Regions from separate parts of the Oryctolagus cuniculus genome. Here region 2 is linked to region 1. A link is a contact called in public Micro-C data. All regions are on one chromosome and are shown on one strand. Each heading gives the region's core, a stretch centred on a gene start, on an enhancer-like site or on the middle of the called end of the contact. The rest is flanking DNA. Distances are from core to core; before and after follow the strand shown.

Region 1 (3,568 bases), core at 137-2,636:
TACAGGGCCAGGAGGCCCAGCCCGAGCACCCACAGCGGGGCCAGCACTGAAAGGGTGACCCATTCATGGCAAGGTGTCCACACCCAGGTATCTGGCCCCTGGCCGACTGGCCGGGTTGGCAGGTGACCCCTGGCTTAAACTAGACAGAAAGGAACTGTCAGCCCCCAGGCCAGCCAAGCAGAGGGACCTGCTCATTCCTCTTCCACTTTCTGTTTCTGAAGCACTTACCCCACCCCTGCCTGGGGGTGTCTGAGGGTAAGAGCACCTCTGGGCACCCAAGGGGCCAGCGGGACCTGTTCTTCCACTGGCAGATCACGAGGCTGTTTGGGTGGATCTGTGTTGGTCAAGACAGAAATGGAGCAGCAGTGGAGGGCAGAGCCATGGCACCCACCCGGCATTGTGCCCACTTCTCTGCAGTCCCCAAGGAGTGCAGGGAGGGCTGGACACAACCCCACTTCTCACCATTCTTTGAATTTTGCTTCTTTTAACCTTCCAGTCTTCTTCCCTTTCAAGTTCGGCCGCATTCCCACCTAATGAAAGGCTGGAAACGTCGCTGTGAACGCTTCAGGGTGAAGCTCTAATGATGGTCATCATTCTCTTTCCTAATTCTGCTCAGGGGAAATAAAACAGTGTGACTCCCAACCACGAAAGCCATTTCCAGCTGGAGACCTGAAACAGCCCTCACTGGCCAGTAGATGGCGCCAAAGGTCAGTCCCTTTCCGCCTTGGGATTCCCAGCACCTGGTGCAGTTCCAACACTGGCCAGCCCTTCACCCTGCACACAGGAGGCCACAATCCCCACCCTGTGCTGCCAGAGGAGGAGGCGGATTTGTAGGATAAAGGCAAGAGAGAGACGGAAACTAATTTCATCCCAGCTGTGGAGGAAGCATCTAGAGCTGGTTTCCAAGTGGGGATCAGCAGACGAGTGTTCCTGGAGGAGAGAAAGGCATTGCAAGAGAAGAGACGGTGGGGCCTGCCGGGTGGCACTGGGGTTGAGCTGCTGCGTGTGATCCGGGGAATCCCATCTCCAGCTTCTCGCTAATGTGCCCTGGAAGGCAGCCAACATGCGGGACCTGGCCCAGCCCTGCTTGTTGTGGGCATTTGAGGGTGAACCAGCAGATGGAAGATACCTCTCTCTGTCACTCTTCCTTTCAAATAAACAAATCTTAATGTATTCTGCTCCCCTTTCCCCAACCAATAAATGTCTGTGTTTAAAAATGAAATAAATAAAGAGGAGTACACACCGGGTTCTGTGTGCTTGCGGCAGAGCTGAGTGGAGAGGGAAGCGTGTGGGGAGGCAGGCCAGCCCAGCAAGGCTCTGGAGCTGCTGTACTGATCTGAATGAATGAAAGGAGGTTGCATCTGGGGGCAATGGGCCCTGTTGTGTGTGCATTTGATGGGTCCTCAGGCTTCCTGCGGGGGCCGGGGTGGGGGGTGGGGGGAGCCGCAGCATACCCAGGAAACAGCGCAGCAGGTGGTTGGAGGGGCAGCCCACCACCCACCACCACCCTCTCCTGCCTGTTCTTCCTCTTTCGTGGCTGTTTCTCTCTGTATTTTCTTAAATGTCCAGGTCACGCTGACGGTGCCTGGAGCACCCAGCTGGGACCCTGTGACGGGTGGGTGTCTGCAGTGTCTCAGGCTGTGGGCAGAGAGCACGTGGGTCCACGCCCCAGCAGAGAGCGGGCAGAGCTGGCATGAGTGGGCAGCTGGGGCCTGGGGCTCCAACGCTCAGGTAGAAGTGCTGGCCCAGTGCTCCAGGAGCCCCGGGAAGTGGGTGGATAAACACAGGAACTGGAACCCATCAATTCAAAAGGAGCTTGGGCTGCCTGGATCTGGGTGGGGCCCTAACCTCCAGAGCAGGGCTGTTTTATAGGAAAACTCCAGCCCCTTAGCAGCTGTCAGGACGAGGGGCTGCAGGAAAGGGGTGAGTCCAGGATGACTCAGAGGTTTGAAGGGGAGCTCAAGGCGGATGAGGGCACTCTGGGAAAGACGGACGTTTACGCTGACATCCAGGAGGACGGGTCGAGGGCCTGCCCGGGCTCATCCCACTTTCTGTTGGCCCATTTCTTGTCTGTCCCGCCCCCGCGAGTGTGAGATCCAGAGATGCTGCCTGAGACTCATCCAGTTCCCCGTGCCTCGCCCGGGGCTGTGCACACTGTCCCCCCCCCCCCCCCCCGTCTCCCTGTGCCTCACCCGGGGCTGTGCACACTGCCCCCCCACCCCACCCCCGGTCTCCCTGTGCCTCGCCCGGGGCTGTGCACACTGCCCCCCCACCCCACCCCCGGTCTCCCTGTGCCTCACCCGGGGCTGTGCACACTGCCCCCCCACCCCACCCCCGGTCTCCCTGTGCCTCGCCCGGGGCTGTGCACACTGCCCCCCCCCACCCCCGGTCTCCCTGTGCCTCGCCCGGGGCTGTGCACACTGTCCCCCCCATCTCCCTGTGCCTCACCTGGGGCTGTGCACACTGCCCCCCCCCCCCGTCTCCCTGTGCCTCACCTGGGGCTGTGCACACTGCCCCCCCCCCCCGTCTCCCTGTGCCTCACCCGGGGCTGTGCACACTGTCCCCCCCCGTCTCCCTGTGCCTCACCTGGGGCTGTGCACACTGCCCCCCCCCGTCTCCCTGTGCCTCGCCCGGGGCTGTGCACACTGTCCCCCCCATCTCCCTGTGCCTCACCCGGGGCTGTGCACACTGTCCCCCCCCCCCGTCTCCCTGTGCCTCACCCAGGGCTGTGCACACTGCCCCCCCCGTCTCCCTGTGCCTCACCCGGGGCTGTGCACACTGTCCCCCCCCGTCTCCCTGTGCCTCACCCGGGGCTGTGCACACTGTCCCCCCCCGTCTCCCTGTGCCTCACCCGGGGCTGTGCACACTGTCCCCCCCCCCGTCTCCCTGTGCCTCACCCGGGGCTGTGCACACTGTCCCCCCCCCGTCTCCCTGTGCCTCACCCGGGGCTGTGCACACTGTCCCCCCCCCCGTCTCCCTGTGCCTCACCCGGGGCTGTGCACACTGTCCCCCCCCCCCGTCTCCCTGTGCCTCACCTGGGGCTGTGCACACTGCCCCCCCCCACCCCCGGTCTCCCTGTGCCTCGCCCGGGGCTGTGCACACTGTCCCCCCCATCTCCCTGTGCCTCACCTGGGGCTGTGCACACTGCCCCCCCCCGTCTCCCTGTGCCTCACCTGGGGCTGTGCACACTGCCCCCCCCCGTCTCCCTGTGCCTCACCTGGGGCTGTGCACACTGCCCCCCCGTCTCCCTGTGCCTCACCCAGGGCTGTGCACACTGCCCCCCCCCCGTCTCCCTGTGCCTCGCCCGGGGCTGTGCACACTGTCCCCCCCCCCGTCTCCCTGTGCCTCACCTGGGGCTGTGCACACTGTCCCCCCCCCCCCCGTCTCCCTGTGCCTCACCCGGGGCTGTGCACACTGTTCCCCCCCACCCCCGTCTCCCTGTGCCTCACCTGGGGCTGTGCACACTGTCCCCCCCCCCGTCTCCCTGTGCCTCACCTGGGGCTGTGCACACTGTCCACCCCCCCCCCCCGTCTCCCTGTGCCTCACCTGGGGCTGTGCACACTGCCCC
Region 2 (3,721 bases), core at 295-2,794, 140 kb before region 1:
GCCAACAGCCAGGAGCCAGGAGCCAGAGCTTCCTCCGGGTCACCCACGTGGGCCCAAGCACTTGGGCATCTTCCACTGCTTTCCCAGGCCACAGCAGAGAGCTGGGTCAGAAGAGGGGCAGCCGGGACTCGAACTGGGGCCCGTACAGGATGCTGGCACCACAGTGGAGGCTCAGCCTATGATGCCACAGCGCTGTCCCCTCCGGGAATGTTTTTAAATGTCTTTCCTTAAAGCGCCGCGGACCTGGCATTGTGGCACAGAGGATTAACCCACTGGTGACATCCCGCATAAGTGCTGGTTCTAGTCCCGGCTGCTCCACTTCTGATGGCGCTCCCTGCTAATTCACCTGGGAAGGCAGCCAAAGATGGCCCGAGTGCCCGGGCGCCTGCACCCACCTGGGGGCCAGATGGAGTGCCTGGGCCCTGACCAGCCGCAGTCCCGCATCCAGAGCTCACTGAACGTTCACTGTGGAGCCACTTTACAGAAACAAGATGGCAGTAGTATAATGACTGGCTGGGGTCACCCACTGGGGGTCTTTTCCCTATTACTTTCCCCCTCGTCTTTTTATTAGAAAGGGAGAGAGAAGGGAGGGGAGAGGAGGGGAGGGGGAGAGATCTTGCATTTGCTGATTGACTCCCCACATACACACAGTCAGGGCTCCGCCAGGCTGAAGCCAGGGCCCAGAACTCAACTTGGGTCTCCTACGTGTGTGCAGGGGCACAAAGACTTGGGTCATCCCCTGCTGCTTTCCCAGGTGCACTAGCAGGGCTGGGATCAGAAGTCCAGCGGCTGGACCTTGAACCCTGGCTCCTATGGGTGGCAGCTGCAGAACCTACATCTGCACCCGCCCATGTAGAGTGTTCCTCAGCTCCCGTTTTCACGGTAATTTGAATGGCTCCGTGTGCTCCGTTCAAGCTCGGTTTTCTCTGTGAGGTGCTCAGGATTTTCTAAAATGAACTGAATTTCGATTCCTGATTTTTCTAACTTCCGCCTGCGTCCCGGTCACAGGAACATTAATTAAGATGATCAGCAGCAGGAAACAGATTGTCTGCTAAACACCGCCGTCCGGGCTCAATCCACTGATACCGGAAAACGGGGAAAACTAAGGCGAGGATACGGGATGAACAGCCAAGGACCGGTTTTGTAGGTCCGAGGTCAAGCGGCTGTGCACGTGGTTGGACAAGCGAGGCTCCAGGTGCAGCAGCACCCCGAGCACGGCGCTGCAGACGGCCGGGTCACGGCGGCGTCCCTGGCGGGAGCTGGCGGAAGACTGACTCGATCCCGTGTTCCACTCCCTGCCCCAGGTGCACCCCAAGCCAGGCCAAGCCCCGGCTACGCCCGTGAGCGCGCGCAGCTCGTGCACCCACAGGGGGCGCTCGCGTCCGACTCCGGCCCAAGACAGCGACCTGCACGCCTTTATTTACTCACGAAAGCCGGGTCTTGTTTTTGAAACTAGGGCGGCGCGGGAGGTTGCTTAGCAACCAAGCCGCGGGCGGGCCGCACCGCGCACGCGCGCTCGAGCGGCGCAGTCCTGCGCACGCGCGGGGCGCCGCACGGGGGCGCGCCGAGCGACGGTTGCTAGGGTGACGGGGATACAACATGGCGGCGGGGTCCTAACGCTCTCCAGAGGGGGAGCACCGCGGCGGTCGTGGTGCTGAGGCAGGATCCGGCCTCTGGAGCGTGGAAGCGTGCTACCCTTCCTGTCCTTCCCGTGAGGGGATGTACCTGGCATCCGCATCCGGCATGAAGGGTGAGTGGGGTCGGGGTGGGCGGGGAAGGAACCGGAGAGGGTGCGCGGCCGGACCCCGGCACCCTGTGCCGGGTGGGCGAGGGGCGCCGGCCGAGGCCCCAGCCGGTCGGCTGAGAGGCCGTCATCCCCCGGGGGCTCGCGGCTGCGGGAGCCCGAGGCCCCCGCCGGATATTGGGGTGCGAGTGAGTACGTTGGCACTTTGGGAGTTGCGCTTTTTTGTTAGTTTTTTTAGTGATGGGAGTCTTGTTTGAAAGTTCGACAGTATTTTATTTTTTTTGGATGAAGATTTATTTTACTTATTTGAAAGGCAGAGTTACAGAGAGAAAGATCTTCCATCCGCTGGTTCATTTCCCAAACGGCTGCAAAAGGCAAGGCTGGGCCATGCAGGAGCCAGGAGCCAGGAGCTTGTTCCGTGTCTCCCACGCGGGTGCAGGGCCCAAGCACTTGGCCATCCTCCACTGCTTTCCCAGGCCACAGCAGAGAGCAGCCGGGACTCGAACCAGCGACCATACGGGATGCCAGCACTGCGGGAGGCTGGCCCCTGCTTTAGCTTATTTTCGTCAGGAATATGTCAGATGGCATGTTGTGTCTGTTGTAGAGTGCTGTGTCGACGCACTGCGGTTTGGTGAAACTCGATTGGATTGGATCATTCACCGCTGCCCCTTAGACCCTCACGCCCCTGTTTAGAGGCGACCACTCTTACCAGTCCTGTGTGTGTGTCTGTCACTCCCTTTGTTCTTTGTCTGGAAGGCAGAGATACAGAGAACAGAGCTCTCATCCACTGGTTTACTTCCCAGATTTGTGCAGTAGCTGGGCTGAGCCAGGCCAAGGCCAAGAGCTGGGACCTCATCCAGGTCTCCCATGCGGGGGCCCAAGGACTCCGGCCGTCTTCTCCTGCTTTCCCAGGCCACAGCAGAGAGCTGGATCGGAAGTGGAGCAGCTGGGACCTGAACTGGTGCCCATATGAGATGCTAGCGCCGCAGGCAGGGGGTATAGCCCACTACGCCATGCCGCTGGCCCTGTCTGCCTTTCAAATAAATAAAATATTTTTTAAAAATGTTTGAACATAAAAATGACAGGGAGAGTAAGTTTCAGGAGAAAGCTGGGAGGCTGCTGGAGCCTGCCGCCGCCCCGCCCACTCCTGCCAGAACAGTCCTGGCCCTCGCGGGCCTCTGCTTTCGAGTCTGGAGTGGAGGTCGGGGCTTGGTGGTGTGGCGCCTGCCGTACATGAAGAGCTGGACAGGGAGGAGGTAGCGCTGTCGCCAGCACAGCCAGCCGCTCCTGAGCAGAGGGGCTCTGAGCCTTGGACAGCGGAAGGGCTGTTCCGCGGTGAACTGCTGTGCGATGGTCTCTTCAGAAGTGAATACAAACGTACGCACGCGACATCCTGTTCTTGCTCCTAGACTACAGAGCGGTTGGGAAACTAGGCGAAGGGACGTTTTCCGAAGTCGTGAAGCTGCAGAACCTGAGGGATGGAAACTACTACGCCTGCAAGCGGATGAGGCAGCACTTCGAAAGGCAGGTGGTCGCGCTTGGATCCCAAGGTGCCTTCGTGTGGGTGGGAGCCTGGTGTTCGCCTGATGGCTGTGGGACACAGGCAGACTCTGTGGGCAGTAGGCATGTGGGCTAACACTGTGTTTCTCGTACTGGAGTTTTCTCATGAGTGAGTTTACCATAGTAACAGTGATTAACGGACACAGAAACGTAAGTTGTAAAAGTCGCCTCAGTTTAAACCCTTCATGTGTTTCTCACGGTTGTATGTGTTGGATTTAAGAAAAAATTATTTATTTATTTGAAAGTCAGAGTTACACAGAGAGAGGAGAGGCAGGGAGAGAGAGGTCTTCCATCCAATGGTTCACTCCCCAATTGGCTGCAACAGCTGGAGCTGTGCCGATCAGGAGCCAGGAGCTTCTTCCAGGTATCCTACGTGGGTGCAGGGGCCCAAGGACTTGGGCCATCTTCCACTGCTCT

The links. A called contact is a pair of places that touch in the nucleus more often than the background predicts.
Region 2: a Micro-C map of ear pinna shows a contact between it and region 1, with 3 times the contacts expected there. The contact joins the promoter of MOK here to the enhancer-like site in region 1. A contact is called at or near these places in 2 of 6 Hi-C or Micro-C datasets (ear pinna and skin fibroblasts).

What each region holds. Positions count from the first base shown.
Region 1 is chr20:45,365,614-45,369,181 of mOryCun1.1, reverse strand. It overlaps LOC100338442 (EEF1A lysine methyltransferase 1), which reads left to right. Exons shown (of 3, transcript XR_011384983.1): 2 at 617-707; 3 at 785-1,240. Among named protein-coding and RNA genes, the nearest start is that of HSP90AA1, 8.1 kb to the right of the region's middle. Within about 2 kb of position 1,386, at least 2 of the 8 cell types and tissues checked have an H3K27ac peak or open chromatin away from gene starts, as enhancers often do. A contact at or near this core is called in ear pinna, where this site is marked.
Region 2 is chr20:45,502,384-45,506,104 of mOryCun1.1, reverse strand. It overlaps MOK (MOK protein kinase), which reads left to right and starts at 1,544. Exons shown (of 10, transcript XM_051834902.2): 1 at 1,544-1,750; 2 at 3,154-3,272. The coding sequence starts at 1,720.